Linked DNA regions of Sus scrofa: regions 1 and 3 are each linked to region 2. The links are chromatin contacts, called in public Hi-C and HiChIP or PLAC-seq maps. All regions are on one chromosome and are shown on one strand. The core of a region is the stretch at or near the end of the contact, and the rest is flanking DNA. Distances in the headings are between cores, read along the strand shown. Region 1 holds the start of DGCR2 (integral membrane protein DGCR2/IDD). Region 2 holds the start of ZNF74 (zinc finger protein 74). Region 3 has its middle 5.8 kb from the start of SLC25A1.

Region 1 (3,223 bases), core at 337-2,836, 66 kb before region 2:
GACCTAGAAGCCTTTGATAGTGTCCATGCAGGCAGTCTGCTGGGCACACAGCAGACCAAGAAGGCGGGTGGGGTGGTCAGGAGGGGCAAGGACTCCTGGCCCAGTGGTCACTGCAGCTTAGGAAGCTGGTGCTCTGCCCTCCCCCTGCATGGTTTAGGTGGACTTTTCACTTCCCTGTATGGCTCTCATCCAAAACTTTGCTGGTCTCTGACAGTGGCTCTGCAGGGGTTGGAGGTGACAGCTGGTAGGGCTTTCTACTCTTGACTGTGACTTCCCTTCTGGTGGTCTTCCCAGCTGTAGCCCTGGCTGGGCTCCCAGGGCAGGTGTGGGGCTGGGGGCAGAAGGCTGGGCCTGGATCCAGTACAGCAGCTGCTGGGGGAATGCTCCCTGAGGACATGCCTACAGGACAGTGTTAGGCAGGGACTGCCATTTCTACCAGTAGTGGGGCCTCTCTGCTGTGGGCCCCCTTTGTCCAGCATCTTCTCTGGGCCATGCCCTGAGGAGACAGGAGCAGGCAGGTCTGGTCTGGTCTTGGGGTTGATGTTGGTCAAACGCATCTGCAGGGAGTGGGTACTTCTCTCAGATGATTCTAAGTGTCCCTGGCTGGAATCCCGGGACATTCAGGATGAGCATGCCCTGAAAGGGCTCAGGGTAACTGCTCCTTGGAGTGAGCTGGGGGGTTGGAGGTGGGCCAGGTGGGTGCCTACCAACCTTGGCCCTATCTGGCCTTTGCTCCCATCCTCACCCTCTTCCCCAGCCCCGACACCCTGGGCCAGGCCTTGTGTGCGTGGCTGGTGGTCCTTCCTATCTCTGAGAACACCCCATCTGCTGTGTCCCCTCCCACGATGACAGGTGCATGGCCAGCACTTGGAGTATTGTCCCCACTGGCTTCCCTCCATGCACACAGGCCTGCTGTGGCAGCAGTTGTGCCAGCGTCCCTGCCTCCCCCCTTGTGTAGGCAGGGCCCTTCCTCCAGAGGCCGGCTTTGCTCACAGTCACTAGGATCTGGGCTTCCCTGTCACCTCTCCTTGGTGACCCTCCCTGAGGCTACTTCCTCCTCTGAAACATTTCAGTTGTGCGTGCGGGGGAAGCCACACACATGCATGTTCCCTACACGGTGGAACCGCCTTCAGAACCTCTTCATAGATAGTCCAGATTCCACTCCACAGCGGTTCCGCTTTAAAAAGACCACTTTGGGGTGCACTCTGTGACCGCTGACGAGACCTGGGCCATCTGGTGCCAGAGGTGTGAAGACCCTCGGTGTCCCACTAGCTCCCCCTGCGCACTGCCCCACTCCCTTCAGGCCACGCCCCCGGGCCGCGCCGGCCCATGAACGTCCCGCCCTTTCCGTGTCGGTCATCTAGGCCCCACCACCCCTGTCCCCCGTCCTAGGATCCGGGCCCTTTGGAGGCCGCGCCGCTGAGGCTCCGCCCCAAACACAACCTCTCTGCTCAGCCAATGGTACCCTTGACACTTCGTAACCCCGGCCGCCCTCGGGCCACGCCCCTTTCGGACACTGCGCTTGGGAGGGCACGGGCCACGCCCTTCTCGGAGCTCATTGGCCAGCGCCGCGTCGCGGGCGGGGGCGGGGCGGCGCGGACCGAGCAGGACAGCCGCCATCTTGCGCGGAGCTGGAGTCGGAGCCCGAGGCTGTGGCCGAGAGCGCGCGTCCCTCCGCCCCTCCCGGAGCTTTTTCCCGCCGCGTCCTCGTCCGGCCCGGCCCGGCCCGGCCTCCCCGTGGGGTCGCGCGGCCGCCCCGGGGACGATGAACGGAGGATAAATGGTGCCCAAGGCAGACAGCGGCGCCTTCCTGCTGCTTTTCCTTCTGGTGCTCACGGTCACCGAACCGCTGCGGCCAGGTGAGCGGCGGTGGGGGCGGGGCTGAACCCCGCGGGGCCGGCGCCGGGACCTTGGGGAGCCTGTGGACCCGCGTCCGCGCTTGACCGGAGCGAGAGCAGTGGGGGTCTGGCCGGGGGTCGCGGGGGCGGCTCGGGGCATCTGGTCTGCACGGTCGCTCGGCCTGTGAGCCCCCGAGCTGGGCCCTGGGAGTGCTCCTGGTCTGTGGTCCCCAGAGGCTTTCGGAGGGCCCCGGGAGCGTGTGTTTTCTGAGGAAGCCTGTGGTGGGGAGTCGGGGTTGCCGCAGCCGGAAGATCCCGGACAAGTCTACCTGTGTCTGACGGACCATCTCCTTCAACGAGAAAATCAATTCCCCAAAGACAGGGCCGATTTATCCGTCAGGAACAAGAGACCGGGTGCTTTAAGTGGCCTGCCAAAGTGTTTTCTTTGAAAATCAGTAGGAAGAAGCCCTGAACTTTTAGATAAAAGTAAATGTAATATGTACATATAAATTCATTCAACTTTGTACCAATGCAGTTGAAAAGCATGATTCTTGGTGCTCCCGCTGTGGCGCAACGGTATCGACGGCGTCTTGGGAGCCTTTGGGACACGGGCTCTATCCCCGGCCCTGCACAGTGGGTAGATCCAGCGTAGCTGAAGCTGCGGCTTGGGTCGTACTGTGGCTCCTATCTGATCCCTGGTCCAGAAGTTCCATATGCCGTGGAGCGGCCAAAAATGACAGACAAGAAGAGAGAAAGAAAAAAAAAGGGAGTTCACGTTGTGGCGCAGTGGTTAACGAATCCGACTAGGAACCATGAGGTTGAGGGTTCAATCCCTGCCCTTGCTCAGTGGGTTAAAGATCCGGCGTTGCCGTGAGCTGTGGTGTGGGTGGCAGACGCAGCTTGCATCCCGAGTTGCTGTGGCTCTGGCGTAGGCCAGTGGCTACAGCTCCGATTCAACCCCTAGCCTGGGAACCTCCATATGCCATAGGAGTGGCTCAAGAAAAGACAAAAAAAAAAAGGCTTTTTCTTAATGGAGGAGGGGGTCCATGCAGTGCCAAGGGCTGTCTTGTGTGAGTGCCATAGGACCCAGGTGTGTCCTCGCAGGCAGGGAGCACAGCATTGTGCAGGTCCCCACCAGGGTCGAATTCTGGGCACACTGTACTGCTCAATGTCTCTGCCCACACTCAACCTGGAGTCTCCAGTTATGTCTCTGGGCCCCCAGAGCAGATCTGGTTGTTCACGGTCAGGGATGTTCTCTGGGTAGGGGGACTGGTTGTGGGAAAGGAAGAGGCTTCCTGTGGAGGGGTACTGTCTAGGTTCTTGGGAACCAGAACCACTAGATTTGTGGAGTTTCGTGGTTAAGTTCTTTTGGAAACACAGGTACA
Region 2 (3,217 bases), core at 160-2,659:
GTCCCATGGCATATGGTGTTCTCAGGCCAGGGATCAGATCTGAGCCACAGTTGCAACCTGTGATCTTTTAACATACCATGCCGGGCCAAGGATGGAACCTATGTCCTGGAACTGAAGAGACAGTGCTTCATCCCCGCCACACACATCTCATTGCACCACAGTGGAACTCTAATATTGTATGTTTTTATTTATCTTAGGTATGTATATAGATATGTATATTAAGAAGCGGAGGAGTTTCTGTCGTGGCTCAGCGGTTAACGAATCCGACTAGGAACCATGAGGTTGCGGGTTCGATCCCTGCCCTTGCTCAGTGGGTTAAGAATCCGGCGTTGCCGTGAGCTGTGGTGTAGGTTGCAGATGCGGCTCGGATCCGGCGTTGCTGTGGCTCTGGCGTAGGCCAGTGGCTACAGCTCCGATTCAACCCCTAGCCTGGGAACCTCCATATGCTGCGGGAGTGGCCCAAGAAAAAAAGTGGAATTGTTGGATCATATGGTAACTCTAGAAGCATACCTTGGAGATATTGCTGGTTTGGTTCCAGACCGTTGCAGTAAAGTTAATACCACAATAGTCACACAGATTTTTGGTTTCTCAATGCATATAAATGTTATTTGTTTTCACACTATAGTATATTAAGTGTACAATAGCATTCATTATATCTAAAAAATGTACATGCCTTAAAAATAATTTATTGCCAAAAAATGCTAACCATTGCCTGAGCACAGCTTACAGCCAAGTGGAATCTGGGCTCCAAGCCAGGAGGGAGGGTGGCAGTGTTAGAGCACTGTGTGAAGGAGGGGTCCACACCTACACCCAACCTCTTTCCACAGCCCCTGGGGGTGGATGGGGCCAAGTCCACCTGGTCTGAGAGTAGGCTGGGACTCTACCACCTCCTCCCCAGGTGCTCAGTTGCAGAAGGGGCAGCAGGGGCAAAATCTGTGGGAAATTCTTTGAGGGCCCACCAACTACCTCTGGTGTCCAGGGTGGGGTGCCTGAGTCATTAAAAATGGATGTCACCTTGAGAAACTGACCAGCATGATCCATAATCCTGGGTACTACCCTCCCCAAACCCCGCAATTAGACCCACATGCAGCAGTCCAGCACACCCACACAGGAACATCCCCGCCACACACATACCCACCACACAAGAATCACACTCACAGACACAAAGAACATACACTACATACACAGACACACATATATAAACACTGGGACACATACCACATATAACCCCCCCGCATACCACACATGAAACACACCACACACACATCACGTACACACACACTACATATAACAGAGATACTTACCACACACTGACACCATGCCAACCACACACATATAAACACCACACAAACACACCACACATATCCACCACACAAGAATCACACTCAGACACACAGTATACACACCACACACACATTACATACATAGACACACATCCCCTCCACACACACACACACCACCCATACATCACACCACACACATATAATATACCACACACGCATCACATGCACACACCATACATACCCACCATAAAAGAATCACATAAACAGATGCAGTACACACCACACACACACACACACACACACACACACACACACATCACACATAAGCACACCACACGCATGACAGTCACACAAACACCACACCACACACCCCATGGGCCGAGATGTAAGCGCCTTCTGCAGCAATATTGGTAGGGGGCGGGGCCAAAGGGCAGAGATTTTGACCCCTTAACTACACTTCCCAGAAGGCTGTGGTATACGCTCGTCCACGTCTGACGTCAGAGCGGCTCCGGCCCCGGCGCCCTCTAGGAAATAGAGTCCGCCCCTGCGTAGCGCAAAGGCTCCCGGGAGTTGCAGTGCGCGCCGAGTCCGCGCAGGCGCCCGTCCCCGCGGCGGCGGCCAGGCGCTCCTTTGTGGCGGCCGCTGTCTTTTTGTGGGAGGCGGGTCGGCTCGGCCGCGCGTGTAGCCTGTCGTCTGTGGGTCTTTCTGTCCGTTCGCCCCGAGCCTGTGTGCCGCCCCCGAGACTCCCGGCTCCGGGCGGCCGAGCCCGAGACCTGGCCGGCCCGCGCGGGCCGGGTGCGCGGGTGACAGGCCGTGGGGCACTCAGGTGATGGGGCGCGATCGTAGCCCCGGGTCCGGGGCGCCTGCGGAGCCTGCCTGACCCCGACCTTGGGTCGCGGGCTGAACCTGCAGGGCTGCGGCGAGGTGCCCTGAGCCTGGGAGCGGGCCTGTCCCTCCCTCCAGCCCCCGCCAGCGGCGGCCGCCGAGAGAGGGCGCCATGGAGACCCCGGCCCCGGAGCCCCGGGAGACAGGTAGGTTGTGTCGGTGGGCCTGCAGGTTTGCGCTCAGGGGGCGGGCTGGGTTCCTAGACGCGCTACGGGGTCGCGACTCCTGCCTCTTCACTGGGGCATCCCCGCGGAGGAGGAGGAAGGAGCGGCGGTGTTTCTCCTCCGTGACTGGAATGTCTGAGACACTGAGTGGCAGAATTAACCCAGATGCCGCACCAGGCTGTGCTGTAGTTCGGATGCTCTCATTTGCGGAGTGGTTCCTGACCTCCCTTGATTCTCCCGGGGCCAGGGCTGCTGGGGCTGTAGCTCAGCCGAGCCCCGCTGACTCATTTCTCCTTTCCAGCTCCGTCCTTTCAGGATCCTGCTCTTCTCCTCAAAGAGATGCCGGAAGATAAATTGGGTCAGGGTATCTTGGATGCCAAGTCCGAGGTGAGTGGCTCTTTTCTTCCTTTGAACATGTTCTTTATGAAGAAATTTGGCATCTTTCTTCCGCCCGAGATCTTCAGTCGTTCAAGGACCTCCCACCCCACCGTGGAGCCTTCTCTCCAGTCTTCAGGAAGCTCTTGGCGTGGGAAGAGAGTATGGGGGACGCTTGGATGTGCCCTCGAGATGAATATCCCTTCCAGCCTGATTCAGCCCAGGAGAGGGTTCATTGTCCAGCACTGTGCTGGGAGCTCTGAGTGGTTCTCATGAGATCACCTCACTCATCTTCACTTGCCGGCCCAGGGGATGTTTGTGGCAATTGGTCCTTGTTTGGGGGAGTTTTCTGGGGGTGGAATTAGGTAGGAGAATGTGGAACCGCTGAAGGACCGGGTTGTTGTGCTAGGGTCAGAGTCAGGGTAGAGTGTATTTCCCTGTGTGCTTTTCCTCTGTACCCAGCAGCCGACTTGAGGCCTTAAAAGAAAAACCTGGGGGAGTTTCCTGGTT
Region 3 (3,528 bases), core at 739-3,238, 100 kb before region 2:
GAGGCACTTAAAAGGACGTGACGCTTCACACAGTGAGCTCTCATGGGAGACAAAAAACCCCAGAGTTCCAGGTAGTTCTTACAGCAGGCAGAGCCCAGGAGCTGGTCCTGAGGGGACTCATGCCCTGGAACACTGACTTCCAGGATCTGCATCTGCTCACAGACTGCACACCAACACGGGAGTCCTGTCCCCAGCCCCCTTCATGAAGAGGAGGGGGCAGGGCTGCACTGAGTTGAAAGCAGGGCATGGGGACCTATACTCAGGAGGGGTAGGGAGCCCGAGTAGCTCCCAGAGCCCCTTCCTTGTACCACACAGCACCACGTGGACAGCAGAAGCCCAGCCAGAAAAGCTTATTGAGATGGATCTGCGTACCCTGGGACTGTCAGCACAGAGGCACCACCTGCCCCACCCCCCTGCCTGTTCACAGCAGCCTGAATAGGTGGGGGCGGGGCGGGGGCGCTTCAGTTCTTGGAGGGAAGGGGCTGCTGCAGGGGCCAGGTCTCCTATGCCCAGGAAGGAGCTTGCTTGTGATGAGCACAGCTGCATTTAACCAAGATATTGATGGCTGCAGGTTGGTGGACCCTTGTCCTTGCAGCCCTGGGGGCAGTGGCAGAATGATGTGGGGAGATCTTCCAACAGGAAGCAGAGCAGAGGTCCTCATTCCCATGGGTGAGCCCTGCTCACCCACTACCGTACAGGAATCCCCTGGGTTTCTCCATGTCCTTATGTGGGTGATACATGGCAATCAGCTAATTACACACATTAAGCCACTCCTAGCAAATGGGTCTGTCTCCTTTTAGCCAACAAAAAGAATTCTGTCTTTCCAGCTGTACCCTCAGCCTACACAACAAACAATCTGAGCTGAGAATGCCAGAGTGTTTTCCTGGCTGACCCTCTACTTTCTACATGTTCTCAGATTCCCTGGACCAGATATTTGTAAAGGCACAGAATCAGGGGGTCTGGGGAACACTTGCCTCCTCAAAGTCTGGGAACAGGGACCAGAGGAGATGCAGACAGTAGATTGTGGACAAAACGTGGCACAGGCCAAGCAACTGGGTGATGCCTGTAGCCTTGTAGCTCCCCTCCTCCCACACCCACCTGGCAAATACCCCTGAGAACCTCCCCTCTGCTCAGAGGTTTTTTTGGTCCTTTGAGGGCCAGCACCGGCTGCATATGGAGGATCCTAGGGGTCTAGTCGGAGCTGTTGCTGCCCGCCTACGCCACAGCCACGCCAGATCCGAACCGCGACTGCACCCTACACCACAGCTCAATATCGGATCCTTTAAACCACTGAGCGAGGCCAGGGATCGAACCCACAACCACATGGTTCCTAGTCAGAGTCGTTTTGGCTGCGCCACGACGGTAACAACTCCTCTCTGCTCAGATTGTGCCAGGCCTTGATGCCCAACGCCTGTCACTTTTGTCTCTTTGGCGGGCCAGCCGGCCACACCCACCTCCCACTCACCCTTCCTTTGGCCCAGCCTCGCCCGGAGGCCCCACTCAAACAGAGGAGTGTCATCTGAGGTGACCTCCACTTATGGGCCATCACAGCGCCTCTGCTCAGCAGCCTGCAATGGCCCACCCCTCAAGCTGAGGGCCAGCCGGCCAGTCAACCCCTGCAGACCCTCCAGGCTGACCACACCCCAGAGCCCACGCCCCCCGCCCCCCCGCCGCCGCCTTCAGCGCTGTAGTGGGGGAGATAGACACTGCCGCAACTTTTACCAAGGCCCTGCCGCGGAGGAAGGTTGAGCCCGCAGGCCGACGGCTAAAAGCCTCAGACTGCCAGGACAGCTCAGTTTCCAGCCTCGGAGGTCCGGAGACACACAGCATGTTTCCTGGGCCCGTTCATGAGGGAAGACTCGGACCCACGGGCTGGGAACCTGGGACTCGGGTGGGAGCTGAGGCCAGCGGGGGCGGGGCCGCACGCTCCCGGAAGCCCGGCGGCGTGCGCTGGTGGCGTCACGGCGCGCCCACTTCGACGCGAACCCGCGCATGCGTTCGGCCCTCTCATTAGGTCTGAGACCGACCTTGCCAGTACCCTCAACCTTCGGTGTTCGGCCGGCGCAGCCTCCGTCGCCCGCCCCCCGGGTCGGCAGGCTGCTCACGCTGGACGTCAAGAGCTCTCCTGAAGCAGCCTGAGGGGACATCCTCCGGCCTCCCCACCCCCACCGTGAAATTCCTCAGTTTCCCCGAGCTGGACGCCTGCCGCGGCGGCCTGCCCTCTTCTTCGTCCCCGACCGCTGCACACTGCTGTTCCCTCTCACCAGCACTTCCTCACCCTCGACCTTTGCTCGGTAATCCGCACTGTCCTTCAAGACGTACCTGACCTATGTGCAGGGAGGGGGCCTGTTCCCCTTTTCCCGAACGGCCCTCTTCCTGTGTCTTCAGACCCAAACTTCCAAAAGGCAGAGCCTGGATCTGTGGCTCACCCCTCTGTCTTCCTCCCTGTGCAGCATTCTGCTCCAGAGTCCCTAGTCTCACCTGTGGGAAGGGAGATGTGGTCAGGAGGTCCTCCAGTCTCTCCGCTGCTCACCCTGCCCTGTCCTGCTTGCCTGGCCAGCTCCAATCCATGTAAGGCACGGTTGCCCATGCCACAGCCCTGTAGAAGAGGAGGCCAGGGCACACCCCTCTATGTCCCCTCACTTCTGGAGCCTGTCATTAACCCAGGATTCAGAGTCGGGCCTGGGGTAGGTCTCTGCAGAAGGCAGTCATAAACACAGGCCGAGTTACCTGGACAATGGGCCTCCTGCCAGGACCTTCTTTCTCAACCGGCCTCAATTCTGAGGTGGAAAAATCCAGGAGTTCCCATCGTTGCTCAGTGGTCAACGAACCCCGACTAGGAACCATGAGGTTGCGGTTTTGATCCCCTGGCCTCGCTCAGTGAGTTAAGGATCCGTAAGCTGTGGTGTAGGTCGCAGATGCGGCTTGGATCCCGTGTTGCTGTGGCGTAGGCTGGTGGCTACAGCTCCAATTCAACCCCTGGCCTGGGAACCTCCATATGCCGTGGCTGTTGCCCTAAAAAGACAAATACATACATACATACATACATACAGTGTTTCCTTGAAAATTAAAAATATATATATTATTAAAAAAAGAAAGAAAAATCCAGACAGAGACCAGACCTGTCTGGGATGTATGGAGGGCCCAGGTCTGCACAGTCCCCATCCTGGCACACCTATTGAGCAGGGTTGGCAGGTAGAGTCACCTCAGCTGGGTCACTGGTCCATACTCTGGGATGGGGCCCCAAGGGAAAGACAGAGTGTGCAGGCAGTGGCTCTTTGCTGGCCTCAGTCAGCATCCCCCTGGTCTGCGACCTGCTTCCTGGCCACAAATAATGGAGAGGAGAGTGTACCTTGCTTTGGAACCCCAGCTCAGTGGGGAGGCCAACACCCAAGGCCACTAGGAGTGAACAGGGCCAGACGTGGCATGGGGAAAGGGACAGGATGGGGAGGAGCTGGCCTAAAGGAAAGAAGGGGTCCCAAAGGGTGGGCAGAGGATATCTTCCCTTATTGCTAGTGGAGGCTTCCA

The links. Hi-C and Micro-C count contacts between places; a contact is called where the count stands out from the background. HiChIP or PLAC-seq counts read pairs in DNA pulled down with a chosen protein or histone mark.
Region 1: a contact with region 2 is called in an H3K27ac HiChIP or PLAC-seq map of alveolar macrophages. The contact joins the promoter of DGCR2 here to the promoter of ZNF74 in region 2. A contact is called at or near these places in 4 of 47 Hi-C or Micro-C datasets (brain, fetal heart ventricle, psoas muscle and 1 more) and 1 of 2 datasets of contacts at active chromatin or transcription factors (alveolar macrophages).
Region 3: a Hi-C map of skeletal muscle shows a contact between it and region 2, with 2.1 times the contacts expected there. The contact joins the enhancer-like site here to the promoter of ZNF74 in region 2. A contact is called at or near these places in 7 of 47 Hi-C or Micro-C datasets (liver, retroperitoneal adipose tissue, skeletal muscle and 1 more) and 1 of 2 datasets of contacts at active chromatin or transcription factors (alveolar macrophages).

Annotation. Positions count from the first base shown.
Region 1 is chr14:50,933,966-50,937,188 of Sscrofa11.1, reverse strand. It overlaps DGCR2 (integral membrane protein DGCR2/IDD), which reads left to right and starts at 1,586. Exons shown (of 10, transcript XM_001929599.7): 1 at 1,586-1,859. The coding sequence starts at 1,781.
Region 2 is chr14:50,868,137-50,871,353 of Sscrofa11.1, reverse strand. ZNF74 (zinc finger protein 74) reads left to right here and starts at 1,409. Exons shown (of 5, transcript XM_021073672.1): 1 at 1,409-2,314; 2 at 2,634-2,719. The coding sequence starts at 2,281.
Region 3 is chr14:50,969,966-50,973,493 of Sscrofa11.1, reverse strand. No RefSeq gene overlaps it. Among named protein-coding and RNA genes, the nearest start is that of SLC25A1, 5.8 kb to the left of the region's middle. Within about 2 kb of position 1,988, at least 72 of the 83 cell types and tissues checked have an H3K27ac peak or open chromatin away from gene starts, as enhancers often do. A contact at or near this core is called in alveolar macrophages, liver, retroperitoneal adipose tissue and 2 more, where this site is marked.